2 separate regions of the Zea mays genome follow, and region 1 is linked to region 2. The links are chromatin contacts, called in public Hi-C maps. All regions are on one chromosome and are shown on one strand. Each heading gives the region's core, a stretch centred on a gene start, on an enhancer-like site or on the middle of the called end of the contact. The rest is flanking DNA. Distances are from core to core; before and after follow the strand shown. Region 1 holds the start of LOC103643973 (glycerol-3-phosphate acyltransferase RAM2). Region 2 holds the start of LOC100275716.

Region 1 (7,538 bases), core at 2,792-5,291, 220 kb after region 2:
TACGTGATGCTACTCGCCCCCAGTCGATGACTCGGGAAGATTGGGGGATAGTCTTGGTTAATCCTCTCCTAGAGCATGAAGTCAACTTTCAAGTTCTTGAAGAAATGGTGCAGGAATATTTGGTGGGTTTCAGAAATCTCCAGGTTAGAGCAATCCAAAGAACTCATCTTGGTCAAGCTCTTGTAAGATTTAGATATGTATTTGATAGATATAATCTAGTAGCGTTGGGGCCCCAACAAGCTCTGGGTTTCACATTCACTGTTATCACACATAATGAGGCTTGGAATCAGCAGGCTCTGAATTTTAATCATGAATGTTGGATTATGCTTCTGGGTTTTCCTCTTGATTTCTGGGCACATGATCATATACAAAATGCCATCGGTTCATTTGGAAGAGCCATTATGTGGGACCCTGATCCATCTAATGTGACAAGGCTTTCATTCCGAGTTAGGGCTACTTCATTACAAGAAGTCCCATATTTTATTGTGTTCTCGGTTGTTGAGGGCTTCAATGGAGCATCATGACAATTCAATGTGAGATTGTTCAACAGGCCATGCTTCGAGCACTACCACAAAATGAAGATCCAGTATCACCTTACCCTTTTGGTGGCTCGTAGATACCAATTGGTTACTTTGATATGTCCCAGCCAGTGGTTCACCCTCATTTTGACCTTAACCTGCCTCCACCTAAAGGGGTGCCTCTGACCAATGAAAATATAGAGAATGAAACAAATACATGATGGCATGAATGGATAATTCCTTAGGTTCCAGTACAAGCCCATGATGATAATGTTGCTGAGAACAATGAAGAACGATTCATCTATCAATTGTCTAGCCTATAGGATCTCCTATCCTCTGGTGATTCTATTGGGTTCCTAGATGGGCTTGTTAACCCATCTCAGCCCTAGATACAACCAGAAGAAATGCAAGATCAAATTGAGGCAGTAATAGCTTTGCCAGTCGTGCCTCTATGGAACGAGGAGGTGGAGGGAAACCAGAAACAAGATGCTGCGAATATGCAGATTGATGATAACATTCAGGTGGGCCTGGTGCGACAAATTAATCTACACAATGCTGACCTAGCCTATGAAGAATACCTAGCTAGAAAGCGTTATAGCACTTGGGCTGGAGAAGTGCCCATGTTTGGGGCAGATGACATGGTGAGAGTGCCAAAAGTTTGGGCCAATTTCTTTATGGGCCTGCTTCTGAACCCATACTCTTTTGATTGGGCTAAAAAGTTTCTAAATTCAAATGCAGTCATGGCCCTAGTGGAACCAAACATGGAAACAATACCAATACAAGTACCTAACAAGTGCCTCCCTCCCACTGGCTCTAAGGAACTGTTAGGGAGCCAGGCAACTCAAAGCACCGAAGTAAGTCAAAGGAAAAAAAGAGAAATATTATGATGGATATAGAGGTTAGAAGGATCATAAGACTCAAAGAAAAATCTAAGGGGTTTAAAAGATGCACAAGATCTCATAAATGTTGCTCAACATGCTCCAACAATGCCCCCCACAATCTCTTCGAAGGAAATTTAAAAATTAGGAGAAGGATTTTGAAAAATAGCACCCAAGGTTGTTGTCGACAAACTCGGTGTCGTTGTCTGCTTGTATGATTTTAATTGGAAGATTAAACTAAGTGTGAGCATAAGCATGCAAATTAATGAGCATGGCATGAACATCAGATTCCTGTTTCAAAGGAGAAGTCCAAGAAAGTGAGTAAAATCATCAAGCAGATGAAGGTAATATTTAAAACCAGAATTACTAATAAGAGGATATGTTCCAACATCACAATCAATTAACTCAAAAGGACCCTAGATGATGATACTGATGAACCAAAATATTGGATCTTGTGAAATACAAGGTTTTGGAGTTGATCGGAGGATTCAGTGGCACGAGGGTCATATTATTGTTTCAATATTCGACGAGACTTTATTCATATCATCAATTGTATCGACCAAGGCTACTAGCGAAGAAAACAATAGAAAAAATGATAGAAAATCATTTCTTTTTTCTTTTAGGGCTAGTTTAGAAACTTAAATCCTCTTCGGGATTTCTGGAGATTGAGGGGGAAATGATGAGCTAATTTTCCACCTAATCCCCGGGAATATTAGAGGGAATTTAAGTTTCCAAACTAGCTCTTAGGTTTTATTTTCACATGTAATTTGAGAATAGAAGTTTTAATAAAACCCTCCCTCCCTCCGGTTCAGAAAAAAAAAACAATTACAGACGCACGCATCTGCTACGTGCGAAAACATGTAGCACGGAAGCCTGCGTACGATGCAGCTTATTGGCCTTTTAATCCGAGGCCCATTAGGCTTCCACCACAAACCACAGTACGTGTGCTACGCTAGCAGCCCATGGCCTTGTTTTTGTCGATGTTGGGCTTGGACACGACGGTGCCATCGTTGCCGGCGAGCGCCTTGTACTTGTCCTTGCGGGTGAAGCTGGTGCACTCGTAGGACAGCGTGGACGCGATGAGCCGCTGGATGTAGTTGGCCACCTCGTGGCTGCTCTTGCCGCCGCTGCAGGTGAGCTCGGCTGGGAGCTTGTTGAGGAACGTGACCACGTACCCGGGGCTCGGGTTCATGAAGAAGTAGAAGGGGTCCAACCCCTTCCACCCGCGCGCCGTTGTCCCGTGGAACATGCTCATCTGGTTCTCCATGGCCACCGGCACGATCTCGTCCGTCAGCTCCGCGAACAGCGCCGAGAAACGGAGCAGGAACGGCTCGCGGCACGTCGTCCCCTCGGGGCAGATCACCAGGTCGCCCTCGGTCAGGAGGCGCCGGATCATTGCCGCGTCCGCCGCGCGGTCACGGGTCAGGCGCACCGTGCGGATAGGTGACAGGATTTCCGACAGTCGCGAGACCTGTTGAGAAATCAAAATCATAAAAAAATGGATATATATATCAGTGAGGTGTTGGTTGATCAGTGGATTCTTTGATGTGACTTGCATGACATGCGGCATCCAAGTCGCATGACAAGTACGTACCGAGTAGGTGACGGCGGTGATGGGGCGGCCGAGGGCGGTGGAGAGGAAGATGGGGTCGAGGAGGGTGCGGTGGGAGCAGATGAAGAGCACGCCGGTCTGGCCCGTCTCGCGGCTGGCCGGCGGCGGAGGGTTGCCCTTGATGATGACGCGGACACCGAGGGCGCGGAACGCGTGGTACACCACGCGCATCGGCAGGAGCGCGCCCGCGGCGATGCGCAGGCACGCGAGCAGGAACCCGATCGGGATCCAGAGCACGGTGAGCAGCGCGAGCGCCGGGGACGGCTTCTGCACGAGCCGGCCGTCGTGGAAGACCACCGGCTTCGGCAGGTCCTCGCGTGGCACGGGCCTCAGCTTGGGCGCGGCCGGCACCACGTAGCCCTCCTTGCACAGCCTCATGAACGGGTAGTCCGTCTTCCTGTCGCCCAGGCCGACCTCGGGCGCGGCGTCGTCGCCGAACACCCTCCGGAGCGCGTCCGCCTTCTGCTCGCCGACCAGGACGCCGGGCGAGCGCACCATCCCCGTCGCGCGGCCTCGCCACACGACGAGCTCCGTGCCGACGACAATGTCCGTGCCGATGTACTCCTTGAGGAACGCCTCCACCATGATCCGCGGGTTCGCGGTGAGCACGCACCGGCGGCCGCACGCCGAGAACACGCGCCACGACTCCGGGTGCAAGTCGGCGCAGTAGAACTTGGGCAGCACCGCTCGCGCCACGGCCTCGATGTCCGCGACCCTGGCCCCCGCCATGGACGCGAAGATGAGCACCTGGATGCCCGCCGGCTCGGACACCAGGTAGTAGAGGAGGCCCGCGAGCGGCGCCAGCGCGATGAGCAGCAGCAGCCGCAGCACGCCGCCGGTCTCGAACGCCATGTGCGCGAAGTACGGGAAGGAGCTCGCGCCGCACAGCAGCGTGCCGTCCAGGTCCGCCACCACCGTGTCGCCCGATCGGTCGTTAGAGGAGCACTTCTCCACCGTCGGGAACGGCGAGGCAGCCATCACCGTCGTCGTCGCCCCCATGATCTCCAAGCCCTCCGGAGTCCGGAGCTAGCTAGCTAGGTAGGCAGCTGCTAAGCGCGCACCAGAAAGCACCAAGCGTACTACACCACTCCCCCTCCTTTGGCGCGCTTTCTGGTGTGTTTTGCATGCGGACCTTGCGCTTTTCCATGGCTGCATGCTTTATATAGAAGCAGCGAGCTGCAAAGGACAGAAATTCAAAAGAATTGCTTAATTGTGGAGTGTATAGAAGAAACCGAGGAAAGCGCCGCACGAAGCGAACAAGCACACTACGTCGATGGGAATTGCGAAGGTTTTCCAATGCTCCAAGGGAGGGCTTCTTAGGAACCACCGGTAGCGTTGTTTTACATGGGTGTAGAGCATCGGCATAGTCGCCATGGAGTGAAATTTTGTTGTCTCTAGTTGAAGGAGACTTATGGTTTGTTTGGTTAATTTGGTGCACTATGATTAAGTAACGGCAATAGCTCCCTCACAGTAACATTTATTTGGGGGGTCGTTCTTTCAGGTATTCCTGCTAGTAGACTATACTACTACTCTTGTGGCAGTAGTACTAGTAGTTGCCAACCGGCGTTTGCATGTTTTGCATTTTATTGCAATTATAAATCTGAAGACACTTTATTTAAGGTCGATCATCTTTTACGGTAGATGTTACAAAACGGTTTTGCATCTTCTAAAACAACCTTCTTAATGATTTTACGTGAAATTTTTTAATGCATTGACGGCGACCATTTTACATCAATACGATTCTACAACAATATCAGTATCTCACATACTATTATTAATCAAGAGGATAAAAAGTGGGCCGGCGATAATCTTCTATTCAATCTTAGTACAACATTATTACAAAAAAAGATATTATGCCCCAAGAAGATCTATAATTGCTATATTAATAAAAAAACAAACTACAATGTTGGATTTTACGATAATGGGCTTGGGGACCTCTTTGTCCTAATGTGTCATGCCCTAACTATGGTCATGATGGAGGAGTATCACGACTGTGGAATGAGATGGTGATGCAGTGCTTCTGTGCCTATCAAGCTTTAGGCTGCTAACAGATTCTAGGGACATTATGGTCTTGGATTGGGGCTTTTTTTGGGCCTAAGCTAATGTTGGGACGTTCACTTGGGCTAAGGCTAGGCTAGGGTTCCCCTTTGGACAAGAATCCCCATGTTCTAGTCGAGCTCCTGAGAGACTGTGGCACTTGCCTTCTTGGGCTTGCTCTTCTAATATCATGGGCCTCCTTGAGGAGGCCACTTTTAGGATGTCGAGCTATCCCTTTTTGCTAGAGGGTACTCATGAGCATATCTGATGGGTATGGCCCTTAGCTAATTCGAAGAGTTAGCCAAGAGGTTGCTAGGGATGTCGTGTCCTTCACTCGAGGACTTAGTATGGCTCTATGTTAGACTCTTATCATGGTCACAATGTTAGGTTAACACGCATGAAGCCTTGTTGCCTATGTAGCCCATGACGTCCCTGTGTAAAAATGGATGACAAGATGTTGGTCATTGATGGGGTGAAATGACATCACACACAAGCAACAACAAAGTGAGGGGAGTCACAATATCCACTAGGATGGGGTTGGCATGAGAAAAGAGGAAAGACATTCATGGGAGAATAAGGAAATGCAAAAAAATGCCATGATGGCATGCCACATGAACATGTAACGCATGTGTGGCTAGCTTGGAGCTACAATACAGCCCCCAATAAGTTTAAGGCCTAAAATCCATTTTTAAAGTTCGTGGACTTAAGTGACACTCTCTTACATGTTTTAAGACCCTCTTGAGACTAAAGTTTCGTTTGAGAGGGAATATCCACAAAAATAGCTCTAGATTCTAGTGTGCTATCATAGGGAATTGTATTTCTTTCTCTTCTAAAATGTACTAGCAACTTATGAAGTTTGAAAATTAGTTTAGTTAGTTGTAAATGATTTATAGCATGGAGTTAGAGTCAAGAGAAATTGTCCCAAATATGTCATAACTTCAAGACAAGGATCCAAGAGGCCTAGAGCGTGCTTCTTTTTATTCTAAATAATAAGTAGGTGTATGGTCTTGTCGGTATTTAAGAGGGGGTGAATTAAGTGTCTATTTCAAAATCAAAACCGATGGATTAAAAATAGCACTAGAAAAAAACATAAATTACTATAATATGATTTGTACTTAAGATTTTTTTCTATTATACTAAGAGTTTTGCAACCTAAAGCCAACCCTACCAACTATAGCATGTATTTAATCTAAGAATGCAAAGGTCACACAAACAAAGTATCTATGGAAGCAATAAATACGGTAAGTAAAGTGTTAAGGATAGAGAGGGTAAACTCTTGGAGATGTAATGATGTGTCAAGTGGTATAAATTGCCAAAACTCAACCCCTAGTCCATCATGGAGCTCCACTAGCATATGCTACCAATCACCAATTTCTTCTATGCATGGTGTTGGATATGCTACACAAGGCATCAACCAAAAAATCTAGTGATATGAGTCATACATTATCACCATATCCACACGATTGTATCCAGTGTGTGGGAGTCCAAGCAACATACCAAGGCAAATAGTAGACTTTTCCAAGAGCTCATACACCCAAGTGCTTAATAGAATCACTCGGTGATTAGCATAGGTGCTTTGCGAAGTGCTTAGGTTAGTTAGACCGCTTTAACACTTGCTCTAGGTGAACCCTAGTTAGTTGAGTGAGTTTAGAAAAACCACACAACCCCTCGGCTCTTGCGCGAGTCGTTGTAATTGTACCGAGTGGGGCGAGAGTCTTGCGAGATCGTGACAACCGCGTTTGTGTCATGACCGCCACCGTGTACCGGAGGGAATGAGGCCCGTGGCATTTTAGCTGAAAGCTCGATAGTGGAGACGGCGGGGAGCATCCGAGAGGAGCCGGAAGCGGAGCACCACTTGCGCATGGAGAAGGCCCACGGCTCTCTACGGGGATACTCGACCGAGGTGCTTGGCCCTCGCGTGGGCTTCCCTTTGCGTAGGGGCACCAACGAGGATTAGTCGAGAACTTGCATGGTTTCGGATACCTCGGTAAAAATACTGGCGTCATCCACGAGAGTTTGCATCTCTACCTCGCTCTTTAGCTTTCGCATTTATATTAAGCATTTAAGTTTCAATCTTGTCTTTATACTTATACTGTTGTAGATTGAAACTTAGCCATTGCGGTAGAGATAGCAAACACTTAGACAAAACCTAGTTTGCACATTTTAGTTTGATTAATTGCATAAGTTTTGCTCTAGGGATTTATTTGTGGCCTAGTTTAGAGAAAGTTTTAGAAGTTCTAATTCACCCCCTCTTAGGCGTCACATGTTTCTTTCAATTGGTATCAGAGCCGAGTTTGGCTCATTCGAGACACTTTAGCTTTACCGCTAAAAGCGCCGACGCTTTTTAGAGGAAGGGATGGATACCCATAGGCCACCACACTTCGACAACACTAACTTTCCATATTATAGTGCTAGAATGACTTGTTGCCTAGAGGCCATTGATCTAAGTGTTTGGAGAGTCACTCGTGACGGAATGAAATTACCCAAAAATCC
Region 2 (7,340 bases), core at 968-3,467:
TAGATACAGGTGAATGATCTTAGAATGACTTATTTTATATTTACTAATGTAGTTACCGTTCCTTGCGTACAGTCAACCAAACAGACGTTCAGTCAAAGTCAACGCACGCAATGATTTAGAATGAAATGGTACGGGTAACCAATTAGGTGGTCTGTGGACGAGGCGAGACGGCGATCATGTCGCAGCTAACACAACGACCGCGTGCGCCTTAGTTGATATGAATAAAATGACATTGAGGGTGTGTTTGATTTGGCTTTCGGTGTTGGCTTTTGTCCCCTAAAAGCCAAAAGCCAAACCAAAGGGATGGATCCAAGAAGCAACTTTTTTTTTCTTCTAAAAGCCGACTTTCTCGCGGTGCAAAACTAAAAACATACTTGGACCTGCTTTTAGTGGCTTTCAGATAGAACTGTGAAAACATATATCGAAAAACTTTTAATGGTTTTTATGGTTTCCACCAAACGGGTTTTAGCTTTTTAACAGCTCACCGCCCACAGGAGTTTTTCCCACAGTTCCCAGGTAACAACAGTTTTTTCCACATTCACAGCCCAACCAAACAGACCCTAAATAACATATCACCAGTGAACTAAGTAACTGCAGCAGTGTGAACCATGTATGACTTGCTCGCTTTTGTTTCAATCGAGGGGATAAAAGGAGTCGAAATTCGAAAACAAGTGTGCTGTTTGCTTCGATGCAACAGGTGAGATGTGTGATGTCACGCATGACAATCGCGAGAAATTAAATAAGATATTCAGTACAAACAAACCATCACTTCTCTGCAATCGTGAAAACCCCGTTAAAACATTATGTAGAAGTTTTAGTTTTTTTTTGAAATTATACGCAGGCATGTTGCATATATGGATTCACATTCTTGCATTATGGATGGATTCAAGCGCTGGTGTCAATAGAACACATCATCGGCAGCCGGCAGGGGCAGCTACCCTTTCACCTCGTCAATAGAACACATCACTTGGCCGCCAGTTGCACGAGCTCAGGCTACGCATGCATCTGGATTCTTGGCAGGGCAGCAACGCAACTTGCGTGGACGATGGCCAGTAGCCGAATGAATGCTAATGAATGACCGAAACATTGAAACAGTGCCGTGCTCACCAGATTCAGTGTGAAACTGTTGACTCGATCGCCACTTTGAACGATGGGAGTGGTCTACGTTGGCAGCGAAATAAAAGCGGTCGCACGCAGGACTCGAGAATGTGTGCCACATGCAGCTGATGCTGCCAACTCTGCGCCGCGTCGCGCATGCAAAAGTCCAAAGAAGCAACTCGACGACATGCAGAAAAATGGCGAGAGCCGGCCGCATGCAAAGGAATTTTAAGGTGTAGTTTAGTTCATATATTTGTAATTTAATAGATAACAGATAACGTTAAATCATGTTTGTTTTAGTCCAACCGTAATTAGATACCACATTAAAATTTGATATCAGCCTATTCAAATTTGTTACCGCCACTAATCGAGCCGAAACCATTATCATTTGCGTTAAATTTTTTGAACCAAACAAGACAACACAATTGCATTGCACGCTTGATTGGAACATATGCTATTTTATAGGAGGTGGATGAGTTGCGACCTATAGTTGTAGAGGCTACACAGGACATGTACAATGGGTGTCTTAAGTTATGTCTTACAGTGTGTTTAGTGGGTGAATGTAAAAAAACTCGAGATATGTATCTTGACAAAGACATAGTGTCTTAGCTCTATGTTCGAGACAGGAGACTAGCTGATTGGTCACTTTAATTTATTGAATTCTCTAATTGGTACAATGAATATGGTAAGATACATGTTTTAGACATGACCACTGTATTATGTTGTGTTTTAGTTGTGTCTTATAATTAGAGTACTGTGCAACAGTGTCTAGGTTGTACATGCCCGCAGTATTTGCTGCAGGTGATCATAGACTTTTTTTTCTCGGGCTCGTGGATGAGGATCTAGCCTGGCGAATTGATTACCGTTAGAGTGCGGGATTATCAACTTGATTTGTCTTTAAGCTAGGGTGCTTCTTAAGCTGAAAGAAATTTCAAAAACTTGTATCCCTCGTTTGAAATTATTATTAAAATCTTCCTTTATAAAAAAAGAAAAAACGGTCATCATCTGCCCGTCTTTCTAAGGATTAGGAAGACGAAAGCTACGTCAGGTACGATACGGATTCGGCGGGTCAGAGGAAGCGGCGTATGCGTATATGTCCGGACAGTATAGCTGAAGAGTGAAGACGCATACGCCGTCAGCTCAGCACTCAGCTGGTAATATAATGCCAATCAGCTGGTCCGCCTTGCTCACAGAAAAATCAAATCTTTCTCGCAGTTCACACACGGGTCACGGCCGGGACAACCATGGCGGCGGCTGACTCCACTAAGCTCTCCCTCGCCTTCGTCCTCCTCCTCTCCGGTACGTATATATGCTCGGTTCCATGCATCGATCCATCGAGTTCGAGACTCGCGTGATCAGTGATGCATGCGCGGATCATCAGACTATTCTTGCGCACGCATGTTTCTCATTAATTGGACATTCTTGAAGCTAGCTAGCAGTGTACGTTCTGATGACCTGTGTGTGAATCGATCGATCTCTATTGTTCTCGCTCAGCGCTCGTCGTGCTCGGCGAGGTCGGAGGAAGCATGGCAGCCGACTGCTCGACGCTCCGGTGCATCCAGGGCGGCTACATCACCTGCGACAACTACCCGGGGAAGCAGCTGGACGGGTGCGACTGCGTCTGCGCGCCCGACAACGGCCGGAACTGCGTTCTCCACCTCCAGTCCGGCTCCACCTACAACTGCAGCCGCAGCAACAAGGGATAGCTAGCTAGTCGATCTCGACCAGTCTTCGACAATAATAATGCTTCAAGCTGTACGCTGTCGAATAGTAACAGTTGTGCTGAAACGACCGGGTGATGCGCAAATAATTTGCAATAAAACTATTTCTCTGTTGTGTTTTAAAGACACTTTAGCCTTAACTACTCTTCTATAAATAGATTCCATGGTTCCTCAATATGCTAATTGCTGAAATGAAGACTGTAGACAATTAATAAGCAAAAATGTAGGCGCAAACTTCGGAAAGTCAGGCAAGCACATCTACTTCATACTAGAAGCATCAAGTCCTTCTACAAACGACTAAGAAAAAGTCTGGTATAGTATTTGCTATTCTGAACATTACATAATTGAAGCAGCGCCACTGAAGTCTTACTTTGCAGTTTCCTTCACTACATGCCAGCTATTTGAGTACTTTGGAGTACCATCGGTGCCAGGCCGTTGCTGAAAAATCACACGTTTATAAGTCATCAAAACTCCGAGAAAATAAAATTTAAAAAATAGAATGGGCATGAAAAGTCTGAAAAATGAAACCTGCAAGCGGGCACGGATGACCTGCATGCAGATTACAAAAACCTTCAATCGATATGTTCAATGAGAAGGTAGAATATACTTATGGAGTTTATGAGAATATAAGTAAGAGTAAGAGCAAAGGAAATTGCCTGGTAAGGATAAGTAAGTAGAATAGCAGCTACTTTAATTTTGAACCAGCCCCAAGTGCCGCGAAATCGATGGAATTTAGCTAAGTATGAAGAGTGAAGAGAATGGAATATTAGGCAAGGTAGTAAATACCAACAGGATAGTATTTATATCTACAATTCTGCATATGTTATGGGTGGAGTCAAACCATATGATACTGCACGAACTATTTTCATAAAGCTGCTATATATGTCATCTCTGGCTTATATATATGTCATGACAAATGTTCAAACGTGTATATAAATTGAGACATAGGTTTTTGTCAGAAATTCCCTGAGTTTAGGATGACATATATATAAGCCAGATAAACTAACAAAGGTAGCACCATTGCGAAAAAAAAATGCATGCATTGTGTTGCCGCATTTATCTCGTTACCCTGTTTCAACCTGACTAGGTGACCGGGCCGGGTAGCAAGTTAGCAACACAAAACGTCTTCCAGTATACTATGGCATTTTTGGGAAATGTTTTGTTTATTGTTGTATAAACCACTTAAATAGAAATTTGCATCAGCTTCAATGCAATTTATTTTATAGGAAAATCCCGTGATATTTTGGTATGTTCTAGTGGAATTATGGATTTGTGGTTTGACCAACTGACAACATATCTATTTATTTTACAGGCAATTGGTAAATCGTTCAACATCACACCTTTAGTATGAATAATGTGGTATTTATTACTTATTATTTGCATTGACCACAAGAAGTATTATTACATCACTTTTATATCTGATTCGAGTTTTATATGGCATATCTGAAGCAAAGTATCAGGACCAGGCAAGCTACCTCTACTTTCAAAATCTATAAATCATTGGTAATGCAGTTTCAAACATGCAACCTATAATGTGGATACATGATCAAGCACATTGAATTTGACACAAGAAACTTGAAACTTGGTTGCATACTGATTAGAACAACAGCTTTTATTGTTTAGCAAGAAATAAAAATTGAAAAGGTTTGTGTAAATGTGCAAGGAAGAAAATTTGAAACGGACAATGTCCATGACTGCAACATTGTTTGAGTCGAATACAACATGGTGAGACAAGATTTGTAGACAAAGGTATCTTGTATAGACAAGAATAACCTGTTGACTGCTATACAGCATCTTATTGTAAAACTAACAAAGAACTCCTATTGATATTTTGTGCGGCAAATACCCGTCCTGTGAGACCTTTTCAGCTCATATGACCAATCCATCAGCAATTATCGCGTTCTTCAGTACGACAGTGATGCCAGATCGAATGTAGAAGCCTTCGGAAGTTCTATCAGCTTCATCTACACCCTGTGAAATGTTACACCCAGCCAGATTTGGTTTAGAGTTGATGATACATTCTATGAAGAGGTATGCATTAGAAAAAAAATAAAAGAGCAATGCGGGCAGAGAGAAAGAAGATCCTACAACTTGCGATAAACACATACATTGTACCCATCTTATTTTGTTGAAAATTGCAAAGTGATCTGACTGATTTCAGATAGTTTGCTAGTCACGGTACAGCTATATATTGAATAAAGGGGTAGAGATCAACTTACTTCAGAGTTGGAGATTACCACTTTCTTCCCTATCCTCGCATTCTTGTCTATGATACACTTTCTGCAGAGAGCAAAAGGGAAGATATTAGGATTGAATAGTAAAAGATGATGTCAAAGGAGTTAGTGGTAGAAGCAAAATATGCATTCATACTGAATCGTTGTATTCTCTCCAATCCCAATAGGAACTTTTCCTTCTGCAAGCAGCTCTCCTCTTTCCACGGCAGTTTCATAATAATCAGCGCCAAGCATTACAGTATCCTGCAGGGAAAAAAGATGAAAAGATACATTAGCCGCTAACTACAGAACATTGGACCAAATCTATGACAACTAATACTTGTTTCTCTATATCTGTGTAATGAAATACTCCAGGCAACAAAGGAAGAGATCTAGCCTTGAGGTGCACATTGGAGCCTATCCGAGAACGAACTCCAACAACACTATGTTCTATCCTGCAGTTATCCAAGAAACATCCGTGGGAAATGATTGAATCAGTGATCTGCAGTGACACCAACGTGTTAGAAGGGGACACATTAACCAGATAGGATAAATGAATGCCCCAAGTATCAAAATAAGTAAGCAAAGGCAGGGAACCATGGTACTAATAATTAATAACAAACGTGAAATAAATAATATAATATAGTGCAAAAAAGGACAATGTGATGACTCATTTTAGTACAGATAGACGGCATAACACCTTACTATTGTTGACCATAGATGGTGGTAGGTTTCTCCGTGATGTATACATTGGTTTGTCAGCATCGTAGAAACTGAACCTTGGAGGCTGCATAGTTCAATCAAAGGTGAGCAAAAGAGTTCAATGTTTCACAATCACTGCAACACCACAAACATTCAAAAGAATAATGCCAGAGCTGAGAAAATGAATGAACACTTGTGGTAGAAGGGTTTGCTTCAGTACTTTTCTAGAGAAATATAAAAAACGTAAAGCAAAGCAGTACAAAGAGTTACTCGAAGAGTTTGCAGAAAGCCAGTAATCATTAAACACGTACCTGTTCAGCAAGAGCAAGGTTTGCCTCAAAGAAGGACTTAATAGTTCCAATATCTTCCCAGTAATCATTGAAAAGATAAGCCTGAAATGTCCATCATAATATCAAGTCAAGATTTTGGGACAAGATTATGAGGCAGGATGAATACATAACTAAGATGGTGATATGCCTGTCTTCAAATAGTGCAAGATTTGCAGCGCAACTGTAACTTAACAAGTGAAGATGTTGCTGAAAAAGTTCTTACATACTAGCATGCATGCCATTTTTTTGTCGAATGTTCTGCATGGGGCATGGCATATTAAATTTCCGACTGTTTGTTAGCAGGAATGCAAATAGCAAAGTGATGCGATCCTGTTTCCTTGAACTATGCAACCATGCTTAAACAGTGTAATTGCTACTTGGAATCCAATATGTTAAATTCATAGGTACACGTACGGACGTACCTTTACATCGATTTCTTTTGCTGAAGCAGGAATTATTTCAGAACCAAAATCATTTGCAGTGGGAAAACGCCATCTGACCTAACGATGATATAGTCCGGCTTAAGGTAAACGAGTAATTGTGCAGTTAACTGAATAGAATATTTGAACATAAAATGGAGGATCCTAATTCCCTTTTGCCTGGATAATCACATAGATATTTTAATGAAACTCTGTGAGCTCCAGTAAGTTGAATTGACATACCTTAGAAGGTTTAGGAGTATGTCTTTCTTAAAAATATAGATCCCCATTGAAGCTATATAAGGTTTGTTTTCTGCTTCCTCCTTTGATAAGCCAAGCACTGTGGTGTCAACTTGCTGCAAACAATAAAATAATAGCTCATGAACTTCTGTTTACTTCAGTTATAAAATTTGTGCACCTAAATAACTACAGGGCAGTTGACAGGAAAGAAGAAAAAAGTCAAGCTTACCATTGCCTTTAATTCGTCTCCTTTTGGTTTCTCACTGAATGAAATTACCCTTCCAGTGTCGTCTATCTTCATTAGGCCAAAATCAGATGCCCGGCTGACATAAAAAAGAAACTCATTCATGATCAAATCCACAAGGAGACCAGGACCAAACGGGGTATGGAAATACATGAAAGAGAGTTTAGCGGATGCTCAAAATCAAGATTTTGTCTATAGCATATCAAAGAATGTATAATTAATCTAAACATATTATATGGAAATCCACTTGAGCAGTCTTGTACAGTGAATACTGGCTACTGAAATGGAAAGAGAATCACCTGCCATCAATTGGCAAACAACAGATGCTGATGCCTGCACCTCTTTGCCGATGACTCTGCAAGTGAAATCGAAAA

Evidence for each region. Hi-C and Micro-C count contacts between places; a contact is called where the count stands out from the background.
Region 1: a contact with region 2 is called in a Hi-C map of ear, with 2.4 times the contacts expected there. The contact joins the promoter of LOC103643973 here to the promoter of LOC100275716 in region 2. A contact is called at or near these places in 2 of 25 Hi-C or Micro-C datasets (ear and tassel).

The regions. Positions count from the first base shown.
Region 1 is chr1:280,277,338-280,284,875 of Zm-B73-REFERENCE-NAM-5.0, forward strand. LOC103643973 (glycerol-3-phosphate acyltransferase RAM2) reads right to left here and starts at 4,042. Exons shown (of 2, transcript XM_008667146.1): 1 at 2,991-4,042; 2 at 2,168-2,867. The coding sequence starts at 4,007. The coding sequence ends at 2,349.
Region 2 is chr1:280,054,256-280,061,595 of Zm-B73-REFERENCE-NAM-5.0, forward strand. It overlaps LOC100275716, which reads left to right and starts at 2,218. Exons shown (of 2, transcript XM_008667143.3): 1 at 2,218-2,397; 2 at 2,593-2,959. The coding sequence starts at 2,343. The coding sequence ends at 2,804. LOC100101531 (plastid ADP-glucose pyrophosphorylase large subunit) reads right to left here. Exons shown (of 15, transcript NM_001112547.1): 6 at 7,266-7,321; 7 at 6,952-7,045; 8 at 6,726-6,838; 9 at 6,486-6,558; 10 at 6,046-6,126; 11 at 5,733-5,819; 12 at 5,430-5,534; 13 at 5,190-5,296; 14 at 5,039-5,099; 15 at 4,659-4,790. The coding sequence ends at 4,689.